Linked DNA regions of Mus musculus: all the other regions are linked to region 3. The links are chromatin contacts, called in public Hi-C and HiChIP or PLAC-seq maps. All regions are on one chromosome and are shown on one strand. Each heading gives the region's core, a stretch centred on a gene start, on an enhancer-like site or on the middle of the called end of the contact. The rest is flanking DNA. Distances are from core to core; before and after follow the strand shown.

Region 1 (2,904 bases), core at 196-2,695, 250 kb before region 3:
ACTAAAGCTGAATGAACCTGGGTGAAGGTCTTCAGCCGTTGGGAGGTCTAGTGTACAGGACTAACTGGAAGGAGCAGGTGGCATCTTCAGGGATTTGTTACTGAAGTTGTCTTTAAAACTGGGCCTCTGAGAGCCTGTGGTTGCTTCTCCCCAAGGTCGCAGCAGGTGGTTTGGGAAATGTCTGACACATCGAAAGCACATACAGACATAGAATTCAGAACCCTCTTCACTCTCTAGCACAAGAAGGAGATAATCTGAAGGAGATAATCGGAAGATCTGTTCGGTCACTCTCAGGGTGGAAACCAACCACACACAGCGCGATTATCCGTGCATATCGCACTGGCACACACGAGTATGGTAAATTTTCTCTTCAACAGAGACATCTTCATGTGGCTAAGAAGTAATGAAAGTGAAGACATTGAAGGGGGAACGTAGAGGGAGGGAGGAGATAAAGACTCTCTGAGAGATTGAAATAAAGTGAGGTATAGTGTGCTGAGAGAAGAGTGGACCCGCGTTACTTTCCGCGATCCTGGTATCACCTAGTTATGCAACCCGCTTTCCACAGGACTCCGGTTTCCCTCTAGGATCTGAGTCTACCTCATCTTTCATTCCCCTTTCTGGTTGTAGCACGTTGCCGCGCTTGACTAAATGGTACTAGAGACGTGCACCTGTTCGGTGCTGGATTGAATACAGCGAAAAGAATATCGTGGTATACGCGTGCCTTTCACACCAGCCTTCGTTCTTTGCAGAGGCTTTTGCACATTTGAGAGGTTAGTGTAATACCCTGTACGGACCAAGAATGGAGGATGCTGCAGACAGGTGGTCCTCTCTCAGCTAGAGTTTGCTTAGTACGTCCTTCTCTCCAGAACCACAGATGATGGATGGTACCCAGGACTGCTCTCAGATGAGAGTTCTGAAATAGAACAGATTCGGGGGGGTCTTCTGTAGGAACTACTGACCTATTTTCTGAGCAGTTTGGTCCTTTTAATTCACTGGAGTCTCCTTCCCTATCCGAAAAGTGGGAAGACTGCTAAGCTTCAAGGTGAAGGGGGATGGGATGTCTACCTTAAAAAGGAATAGTGTGGGGGAGGGGAGGGTGGGGAGGGGAGGTGGGAAAGCTAGTTGACCTCGCCTGGGCATAGCCCCAGGCTGTGTGGGACCTATGTAGGACCTAGGTTTGAGTGCAGCTAGAACCTCCCAGCCCAGGACTGACAGAGTGTGCTCTCTACTAGGGCCATCTGGGCATTAAGCAGCCTCAGTGGCACGCCACCTCCATGCGGTTCTCCTCTCAGGCTTGATGCCCCTTCATTGCCTAGGGCAGCAGGCAGAGGGGCGAGCTGGATCCCTCAGGTCAGAAACCTCCAGACACCAGGAGATCGGGGACACACGCGGCCTGCCCGGTGGCGCGCGCTTCTCCCCCTCCCCCGCGGCCGGGAGCGAGCCGCCGTGACGTCACGGGCCACCCGCCAGCCCCGCGCTCTACCAGGCAGAGCGCGTGTGGCCGCCGAGCACATGGACCCACTGGTCAAGCGGGCTCGGCAAGGCCAGGATGAAGAGAAGCTACGAACTTAGCATTCCCAGAGCCCCCCGAGTGGATATCCGCGTGGAAAGGATGTTGGCAGCCCCGGTGACCTCGGAGTCACGGCTGGATCCACCCTCTTGTAAGTTCCAAGTTTATCCCCTGGAAACTCTGGAGCCCAGGGATGCAGAGTCTGGATAGAGGAAAGTGGCTTTTGCATTCCCACGAGCGCGTGTTAACCTTGCACTTTTCCTCATCACTAGACTCGAGATTGCCAGAGAGTTTGGGTGTGGGTGAGAAGTGTGGGTGCGAGGGAGATTTCCCAGGATGGCCTCTACATAGAGGTAATTCTGGATTTATGCACTTGATCAAGAGCCCATTTCCTCAGGTCTAAAAGAGAGAGACGCCCCCTGCAATCAGCGCAGATTTGGGGCCGCTGATGTGGTTTGGAGGCCTCATTTACGAAACTGGAAGTCTGAGTCTAGTCTAGTGATGCTCCCTCCATCCTTGGCCAGCCCTCCTCCGAGACACCCCCTCGGGGCAGAAAGAAGGTGATCTCCTAAAACTCCCTGTGTCAGGAAACTTTCTGTGCTTTTGTATTGCGTTCCTGTGTTCGTGGAAGGCCCCCACGCCTTCATCCTTGCTAATTCTTTTTGGATAGCTTGTTGCTTTAACTAGATTGGCCCTTTCTTGGCTAGTATTTTCTGCTGTACCTATGAGTGGTGTGGGAGAACTGTGCAGACTTCCAGGAAGCGCAGCCATGAAGCTACATGTGCCTATGTGTAGACACATCATGGATTTTCTTACTAGTTTACTAGTGGGTGATAATCTGTCCTTTTGAGCTCTCCAGAACGTTCTAGAAGCTTAAGGAGAGAAATCACTTAAGAGAGTATAGGGAGAAGTGAGGTTTTTGTTTCCTTTCTGCTCTTGTGTTTTTAAGGGGTTGTTGTCATTTGACCTAGAGAAAGCCAAATGTGTGTGTGTGTGTGTGTGTGTGTGTGTGTGTGTGTGTGTGTGCCTGCCTGCTTGCCTGTCTGTCTGTCTGTTTGTCTGTCTGTGTGTCTGTGTGTTGGGGAGGGCTAAGGATGCAGGTCTCTGTTGAAGTGCATGTGGTAGGATGTTGCAGGCCTGTTTTGCATATGGGCAGTGACAAGTTTGGGCTTGTTCACTTGCACAGTCCTATGGTCATAGCTAGTCCTTCTTAAAGCTCTAGCCAGTGGGAAAGCGTTTGTGTTTCTATCCTTGGAGCTCCAAGTGGGACTTCTTAAAAGATTTAGAAGGAGCAAAGCTGTCAGGAAATCAGAAACGTCACATGGACTCCATGACTGGGAAAAACCTCGTGGTGGCCTGCTCTCAGTGCTTGGATGTGTGCTAGTTACATCTCG
Region 2 (2,896 bases), core at 8-2,507, 210 kb after region 3:
TTAACTTCCTCTATAGATGTGGCTCTTCTTATAAGAAGGCAGCTACTTTTTAAAGAACTACTCTCATGTCTATATGCTTTAAAATAACAAGCTCAAAATAATCCTACTGCTAAAGAGGCACATTTTCCAGTCTATAGTCTGGCCTTGTACAGTCATACCTTCAGTCATTGTTTTCTGGGTTCCATTAGGAGTGAAATGACCTAAAGTTTGGACTTCTTGGAGCATGATGCTGAGTAATGTAAGAAGTCTGTATATGTCTACTTTCCTTACCTGTACAGTCAGGATAATGGGGGCTTTTAATTAGCTAAGCACAGTAAGCACACACGTAGAATTCTAGCACCTGGAAGATAAAGGCAAGAGGATCAGGAGTTTGAGTATCACCTCTGTTGCACAGTGAATTTGACACCAACATGTGTTATGTAAGACTCTTAAAAACATTAAAAAAGGAAAAGAAAGAAAACCAGCTAAGATTTTACTCAGTCATAGTAGTACATTCTACTACATTATGGTTTATTTTAGAACACTTACTGTCAGTAAAGACCATGCATTGGAAACCAGTTAGAGATGGGAATGTAAACATGATGAGGGTGTATGTGCTTAGATCAAGGAGATGACAAAGACTTTGTTAGTGCTCCGCCAGTACAATATAAGAATGAAAGTAGGCTTGGAAGGAGGCAGAAGACAAAAGACCTGAGAGAGGCTAGGAAGTGCTTAGGTTCATAGGTCAACAACTATAGTAATTATTACTGGGATATGATCCTTCTAGAACCTTTGTCCTTAACCTGCCAAACACTAGTCACTACTAATGAGACTGTTTATCTTCAGATAGTGAAGCTTCCTAAGGCTTAAGTCTTACTTCAATCGTGTATTTGGTACCCAGCATGACAGCACAATAGGTGATCAAATAAATTCTTTGTGACTTGATTTTAACTTGCTTCTTCTAGCAATAGTATGTTAAGTCCTAAAGCAGTGAAAACTAATGAGTGAGTTCCTTCTTTGACCTTTCAGGGGTAGAAGCAAGCATGCTAACAGGGAGGAGATATAGTCTAGACTTGCCCATTTTAACCAAGTTGCTGGGTGCTTTTTGAGCATGCACAAGTTCACTAGGACCTGTTTATTGTCCTCTAAACGGTGTGCCAAATGCTGCATTCCTCTCTGCTTTGTCATGCATCTATGATTGCTAGTCACATGGTAACTAGTGACCATGCTCTCATCTTATGCAATAGCTCCCGGTGGACTCCTGGTCAGGGGATAAATGAGGCGATGCATTCCTGAGTTATGACTGGCCTGCTGGGTCCACTTGCAGGACACCTTGCTCATCTACACCGTACCCCCTCCCCCCCAGCTTCCTTAACAGGTTTCTCATTTCTCCCCATAAAGATCATGTTTCAGGTTTTATGTTGAAACTTTGACAGCCTCCTCTCCAGAGGTGACTTCAGAAACCTGATGAGAGCCCCATTAGGTTCAAAAGAACTGCTTACAAGCAGGGGCAGAAGGGCTTGGAGGGGTAGGGGAATGAAGTCTTCCTAAGTACTGGAGGCAGGCACAAAAATGGATGCTTTGCTTTAGAAGACAGGATGTGGCTTCATCATTACCAGCTGTTGTATGTTGGCACAAGCCCCTCTTCTCCATCATGTTACTTTCTTGTTCTAGAACATGGGAATAAAACATTTCCTCTTCAGGTTGCTAGGACAATATATCCAGGTGATGATTATAAAAGAAGCCCCAATAGGAAGCTTCTATACAAAGCCCCTATATTCAGCTCGCTCAGAATAGCTCATGCAGAGCTAAGATAGAGTTAAATAGAGCAAGAGACATTTTTTGGGGGGAAATGTTGATGGAGGATGAGAAGAAATAGAAGAAGCTTATCACGCTGTGAAGGGAGTGCTATCCCTAGAGAAGGCCATGAGGAAAGCAAGAGGAGTCCATTGAGCCACAAGCCATAGAACATTATTTCTTGGGTCTCTGCTAGGCAGGTGATAAAACACAGAATAATGATTCTGGTCAGAGTCCAGCTATAAAGGGACCCTTTGGTTTTAATATATATGTAGCCCGCAGGATCTAGGTGGAAATAGCCCACGAGTGTGAGTTTCACTCTGCGTGCTAGAAGAACTCTGATGACGGAACAGCTGGGGACTATGGGGTTCCTATGTTCCAGTCCTTAGGTTTTCTGCTGAGCAGACATCTTGATATGAACCTCTCTTTTTTTTCCCCTATCACTTTCTATGACCATGTTATGCAGCTAAAGATTTCTATCATACACTTTGTTAGTGCAGGTCTGGTGTAATAAAACTCTATAAATATGTTAGCATAAACTTGAAAATGTATTATTTTACAATTTTTGAAACTTGATCTTCAAGATAAGGTGTCTATAGGATTTTTTTTTTTAATGGGTAGACAATGCCCTTCTTTTGTTTTCTTATTGTCTTTCCTCTGGTGTTTGGCATAAGAGTAGTAGTTCACTTAGATCAGGACCCAGTTGACTTTGCTCAAACTTAATTACCTCCTGAAAGTCCTTATTTCAAAACATTGTCTCATTGTGGATTCAGCCTTGACTGTGTGAGCTTGGTGAAAAGAGTTCAATTCTCATGCCTCTCATATATATTATTCAGTAAATGGGTTTTCTCTTCCTTTCTTTCTCCATGTTATTCATTCATACATTCATTTACTTAGTGTGTGGTGTATGTATGTATGTATGTATGTATGTATAGGTAAACATAAGTCTATGTGTGCCCACACATATGTGTATATGTGTGTGTGGAAACCGAAGAACAACCTGGGGTATCATTCTTCAGGAGTAGTCTACCTTATTTTGAGACCGGGTCTCTCCCATTGGCCTGGAGCTCACCAGTCTCCACTGACAGATCTCCACCTCCACAATGCTCATCACGACAGG
Region 3 (2,700 bases), core at 33-2,532:
CCATATGGAAATAGTATGTTTGACATGCTGAAAGTTTAGATCCATAGTCCAGTATCACTGCCTTGACTCGAAATATGTTATCCTCCAAGGTTTGAAAGTGTGAAAATTGGAAAAATTAGCTTATCATAAAAGGTAAATGATTTTCTTTGTAACACGTTTGCATATATCACCATTTGTTGACCACCCCCCACTGGTCTCACCTGTCTCTCTGTACATCACATATATTTTATTATCCTCTCTTAGTGCGTCTCCTACTTCCTTTCCCTCCCCTTCAGGGCATCTCCATAGTCTCCTTTCTACCTTTGTGCCTTACAGAATACCTGTATGTATGTGTGTTAAGTGTTGCTTTAAAACCATAACAATCATACTGCTACTGCCCAGAGCAGTGAATGCTCTGCCAAATTATCTTATTTGGTTTTCGACAAAAGCCTCACGAGGCAGGTAGTTTAATTTCCACTTCCCAGACTAATAAAAAACAGAAGTTCAGGACTGTTCCGTAATGCATTCACAACCACACATGCAAGGAGAGGGTCAAGATTGAAGCCAGCATTCCTCTCGTGCACAGACCCTAATCTCATTACTTTTTACTCATGCATTTCCTCCCCGAGCTGGATACTAACCAGCTGAGCCACATACCTTACTCAACAGCGATGGCTGCAAATACTTTTGTCTGCTTATATGTAAAGCAAGCTACTTAGGAGACAGTGAAAATGACATTAGACATAATACAGAGGCAGAGTCTGTGTGCAACTGTGTCTTGAATGCTTAGATGAGATGTTTTCGTTTCTGTATGCTAGGATCTACAAAATGCATCCCGTTGCTTGAGCCCACTTGTTACGAGGACCTATTCACAGTAGTCACTCAGCTGTATCAAAAGGTCATGAAAAACATCCTGTGGAAAGGCTTTTTTTTTTTTTTTTTTTTTTTTTTTTTCTGGGCAGAGGATCTAGAGTATTTATGAGTCACTTGAAGGCTCTGTTTCCCTCTAGAGATGAGACATTCTAATTCTCCCATCTGTTGAGTTTGACTTACCACTTTCCCCAGAGGAGTCTTGGAGGCAAGGAGAAATCATGCTGACTAAATGGTGGTTGAAATTTGTAGGGTGACTGTTCAGTTTAGCAGAGAATAACTAGAAGGCACACTGTATCACCGCATTTGAAAAATCATTAAAAATGTTCCTGCTTCACATTCCTGTGGCTCCTTAAACTCAACCCTCCAGAGGACCTTCCTCCCTCCCCCTGCCAGCTAAAGCTGTGTCATTCTGAGCTGTGGCTATTGGTCATTTCCTGTCTCATCCATCCAAATGCTTGTTTTATTATGACTGCCATGAGAATGGGCTCTGAGCTAGGGACTGGGTTTCACAGCCATTGGCGGATGTGTTTCCTCCAATGTGGGAGCAGAGGGAAAGAATGCGGGATTCGCCTTCAGGAACCTGCATGCAGTCACCAGCTCTCTGCTAGCACTTGTGCTCATGGGTGTACTACTCAAGCATGTCTCTTTCAAACTGTATTTCTTTTTTGAGTACTTAGAATATATTAGTCCTCTGCTAGATATTGGGAACTGGAAGTACACAAAAATACAATAAAAATAGATCCTCCTATTTTTAGAATTCTGCTCTGATGGGAGACATAAAGTACACTAATAAAATTAGTACAGATGTATGTTGGTAAAATGTATGCTTTGCATGTGCTAATTTAGAGAAGGAAGCATGGGGTTTTGCATAGTATAGTTTTCTATATTAGACAACTATAATGACATGAAATCAGCTTTAAAATAAGCCTTTCTCCACTCCTTTCTTTCCCTTTCCCTCTCTCCCTTTCTCTGATCATCAAGTTCTGTCAATGTATCTGGTAGTGTTGATGTTTATTTTTTTAAAAAATTAAGATCTTTTTTTTTTACTTCATTTAAAGTGTCTGAGATTTTGGCCTTCAAGTATGTACGTGAATTCCTTGCTCATGCCGATGGGTGGTTGTCAGCCACCCTCTGAGTGCTGGGAACTGATCATGGATCCTCTTCCGGAGCAGGAAACAGACTTAACTCTTGAGCTGTGTCTCTAGCTCCCTTGATATGTATTTTGCTAAATAGTAATGGAGACATTCATGCTTGCTTCTGCTTACTAGCATGATAACTTTTGTATTCATTCATCTTTTCTCAGTTTGTATCTTAGTATCAAGTACGTGTCTTATATGAAGGATACAGTCATTCCTTGGGTGCCCTTTGCTTGGAATCTTTAGTGGGTTCAGAGAATGTAATTGTTGGTTTGGTTAGATTCGGGTTAGCCATATGGCTCCATGCTCTGCCATTCATCTCAGGCACTCACTTTCTGTGTTCTCATTTGTCAGGAACTTTTCAGCATTTAATATCTTACTCCGCCTCGTGCTTATATTTCTTTGGTGGTTTTCTAGTGATTATTTTCTAGGAATTATAGTTTGCTTCTTTGAGTTAATGTTGAACGAGGAAACCTGTTTTTATTCCACTTTCAGTTTTGAAAGAAGAGACTTGGTTCATGATTTGGCTTTTCCCTTCCTTTATCTTCCTGTCTCCCTCTGTCTTTCTTTCTTTTTTTTTTAATTTTTAATTTTATTTATTTTTGTTTTTGTGCCCCTTTCTCTATTCTTCATATGTTGAATCTAAGACCTAGTACATGTTAGTCAAGCAGTCTATCACCAAATTACATCACACGCTTGATAATTTTTGTAT
Region 4 (2,700 bases), core at 48-2,547, 180 kb after region 3:
CTCTTCCCTACCTCTACTCCTCCCCTTTTCTTTGTTGTGGTTTCTTCCAAGCTGTGTACAGGGGAGGAGGGGATAATCATAATAAGTAGGGGTTCTAGCACCTGTTAGTGGCTTGGCAGGCTTTGTTCCCACCATGTTTGAAATGCAAAGGTCTTCATGGATGCTCTCGGGCATGGATCATTTCCACTTCCTTAGAGCATCTCATTCATCAGGAGACCAGTTCTCTTCTAAAAATAGCTTAGTCAACTTTTCTCTCTTGGTATGAGTATCCAAAGACATTGAGGACTCCTACCACCGTCATCAGTTCTAGAAAACAGGTGCATTAGGGCAGAAATGAGCAAGATCTGGCCCAAGACCTTGGATCCATCACTTAATAGCCTGTGAACTCGAGTGTGGAACTTGTGCTGCTTCGCTGGACACAAATTAGAATTGACTATGAAGAGGAACCTCAATTGAGAAAATGCTTCCCTCAGATTGACCTGTAGGCAAGTCTGTGGGGCGTTTTCTTGATTAATGATTGGTGTGGGAGGGTCCAACCAACTGTGGGCAGTGCTAACCCCAGATATGTGGTCGTGAGTGGTACAAGAAAGCAGTCTTGGCAAGCCATGAGGAGTAAGCCAATAAACATCATTCATTCCTCTAAGACCCGTGCTTCAATTCTTGCTTCTAGGTTCCTGTCTTGAGTTCTTGCCCCAACTTCCTTTCATGAGACTGTAAACTCTAAGATTAGATAAACCTTTTCCTACCCTAAGATGTTTTTTGGTTATGGTGTTCCATCTCAGTAACAGAAAGCAAACTAACAGATAGTAACTTGAACTCACAAAGATTCAGTGTCCAGTCTCTCACATGGAGATCAAGATTAGAACACCTCCTAGGATGCTTAAGGGTCCTAAATGAAACTGGGAATCCCAGTGCTTGAGCAGCGTTTGAACCCTGTAGGGGAGACTTGATCTACAGTGATGAATGTGGCTCCGGAGATCCTGAAATTATCACATTTGAATCAAATCATGCCCTGCCGAGGATAAATAACCCAAACGACCGAGAAAACCGAGAAAAAGAACATTTACTGACCATCCTTCCTCTTACAAAAGTCTCTGAGTGACCCTCATTGGCAGTAATGTGTGGATGCCACGCTGCCCAGGGAAGATAGAAAGCAGCTGGCCCACTCACTGTGGGGAAGCCCCAGCTGACCCAGCATCCTGGTCTATCTGCAGTCACAGTTGTAAGGCAGGCCTAGTGCCAGGGCCTAGAGGCAGAAGAACAGTTGGAGGAGGCAGGGAGGGAGGGGGAAGGAGGAGAGCGCCAAGGAGACTTTGCAATTATCTCCCCGAGACTGTTTAGAATGTAATGTTCCTCTCCACCCCCTTCCTTTTCACATTGTAATTTTCTTCACAGAAAGAGCACAATGGAGAACATATTCCAGGCTGCAGAGCTCACTGCTAACTCTGACAACCCAGACATGGGAACAGATAAGGAAAAAAACACAGGCTCTTTTTTTTTTTTTTTTCCCACCCTAGAGAGATTGCAGTGATTGAAGCTAAGAAATCCAGTTATGTTTGAACATCGTATTACCTGCCCACTTAATGGTTTGGATACGATCTGTCCTTGATGCTCAGCAAGTTTTCTCTGTCTGTTTTTCTTGCTGGAGAGGCTGCCTCTGCCTTTATGTTCACCTCTAATTTCCATCTAGGTGAGAGGCTGCGGTCAGCCCAAGCTGCAGTTGGCTCCATCTCTCTGGATTTGACTCAGTGTTTAAAAGATCCATATTTTCTTCTCACCTGCGTCTACGAAGTAGGGTACACTTACGACTTGTGGCTCCTTCTCAGCTGCCAGGTGGCCCTTGGATGGGCACAGGACAAGGCTGGAAGAGGGGAATAAGGAAGCCGCCTACCTTGGATATCGCCATCTCTGTCCACGTCCTTTTAAAATGATTTATCATTTATTTGTATGTATGTTTCTCTCTCTTTCTCTGTGTGTGTGTTCATGTGTCTATGGAGACAAGGAGAGGGTGTTAGGTCTTCTGGAACTGGAGGTACAAGACTTTGTGAGCTTCCCTACGTGGGTGCTGGGAACTGAACACAGGTTCAGCACCCTTAACCACTGAGCCATTTCTCCAGTCACGTGACCTTCCTCTTTCCTGTCATGTTTCCCTTTAGCTTTAAGACAGGGTCTCGTGTACTCCAGGTTGGCATTAAACGTACATTGTGGCTGAGGATGACCTTGAATCCCTGACCCTCCTGTCTGTACTTCTCAATGCAGGAATTACAAGTCTGTGCCACTATACGCAATTTATGCTTTCTTATTCGGGCTTTATGTATGCTAGGCGAATGCTCGACTACCCGAGCTTTATCCCCATTCAGGTTGCATTTTAATACATATCACCAAGTTACCCCAAGAAGGGTTGTATAAATGCTACAGAACACACAAGAGGGATCAGGACACACATCTTTTTTTTTTTTTTTTTTCTCCTCTGTATTCACATGGACCTGTCTGCCAGAGTGGTTTTCTCAGGATATCTCTTGGTGCTATTAAACAAATTAAGTGCTCTCTTATTAATCCATTTTTCTTCAGGGGATTCCATCATTATTGAAAAGACATATAGACCCCCTCCCCACCTAGTCATTCTAACTGAGATGCCCTAGATGCCCCAGTTTCCAGTTGGCATCATGATGCATCAGAAGCTAATGTACCCAGACCATC

What was found. Hi-C and Micro-C count contacts between places; a contact is called where the count stands out from the background. HiChIP or PLAC-seq counts read pairs in DNA pulled down with a chosen protein or histone mark.
Region 1: an H3K27ac HiChIP or PLAC-seq map of embryonic fibroblasts shows a contact between it and region 3, with 14 read pairs. The contact joins the promoter of Pvt1 here to the enhancer-like site in region 3. A contact is called at or near these places in 1 of 15 datasets of contacts at CTCF or cohesin (the NIH/3T3 cell line), 7 of 484 Hi-C or Micro-C datasets (the N1E-115 cell line, adipose-derived mesenchymal stem cells, bone marrow-derived macrophages and 4 more) and 4 of 115 datasets of contacts at active chromatin or transcription factors (the NIH/3T3 cell line, the SCID.adh cell line, embryonic fibroblasts and 1 more).
Region 2: a contact with region 3 is called in a FOXA1 HiChIP or PLAC-seq map of pancreatic cancer cells. The contact joins two enhancer-like sites. A contact is called at or near these places in 1 of 15 datasets of contacts at CTCF or cohesin (the NIH/3T3 cell line), 3 of 484 Hi-C or Micro-C datasets (the N1E-115 cell line and nephron progenitors) and 1 of 115 datasets of contacts at active chromatin or transcription factors (pancreatic cancer cells).
Region 4: a contact with region 3 is called in a Hi-C map of the N1E-115 cell line, with 4 times the contacts expected there. The contact joins two enhancer-like sites. A contact is called at or near these places in 5 of 484 Hi-C or Micro-C datasets (B cells, the N1E-115 cell line, adipose-derived mesenchymal stem cells and 1 more) and 1 of 115 datasets of contacts at active chromatin or transcription factors (Th17 cells).

Annotation. Positions count from the first base shown.
Region 1 is chr15:62,036,541-62,039,444 of GRCm38.p6, forward strand. It overlaps Pvt1 (Pvt1 oncogene), which reads left to right and starts at 1,446. Exons shown (of 5, transcript NR_132747.1): 1 at 1,446-1,661.
Region 2 is chr15:62,499,949-62,502,844 of GRCm38.p6, forward strand. No RefSeq gene overlaps it. Among named protein-coding and RNA genes, the nearest start is that of Gm41333, 170 kb to the right of the region's middle. Within about 2 kb of position 1,258, at least 61 of the 459 cell types and tissues checked have an H3K27ac peak or open chromatin away from gene starts, as enhancers often do. A contact at or near this core is called in the NIH/3T3 cell line and pancreatic cancer cells, where this site is marked.
Region 3 is chr15:62,286,214-62,288,913 of GRCm38.p6, forward strand. No RefSeq gene overlaps it. Among named protein-coding and RNA genes, the nearest start is that of Pvt1, 250 kb to the left of the region's middle. Within about 2 kb of position 1,283, at least 75 of the 459 cell types and tissues checked have an H3K27ac peak or open chromatin away from gene starts, as enhancers often do. A contact at or near this core is called in the N1E-115 cell line, the NIH/3T3 cell line, bone marrow-derived macrophages and 5 more, where this site is marked.
Region 4 is chr15:62,461,579-62,464,278 of GRCm38.p6, forward strand. No RefSeq gene overlaps it. Among named protein-coding and RNA genes, the nearest start is that of Gm41333, 210 kb to the right of the region's middle. Within about 2 kb of position 1,298, at least 64 of the 459 cell types and tissues checked have an H3K27ac peak or open chromatin away from gene starts, as enhancers often do. A contact at or near this core is called in the N1E-115 cell line and uterus, where this site is marked.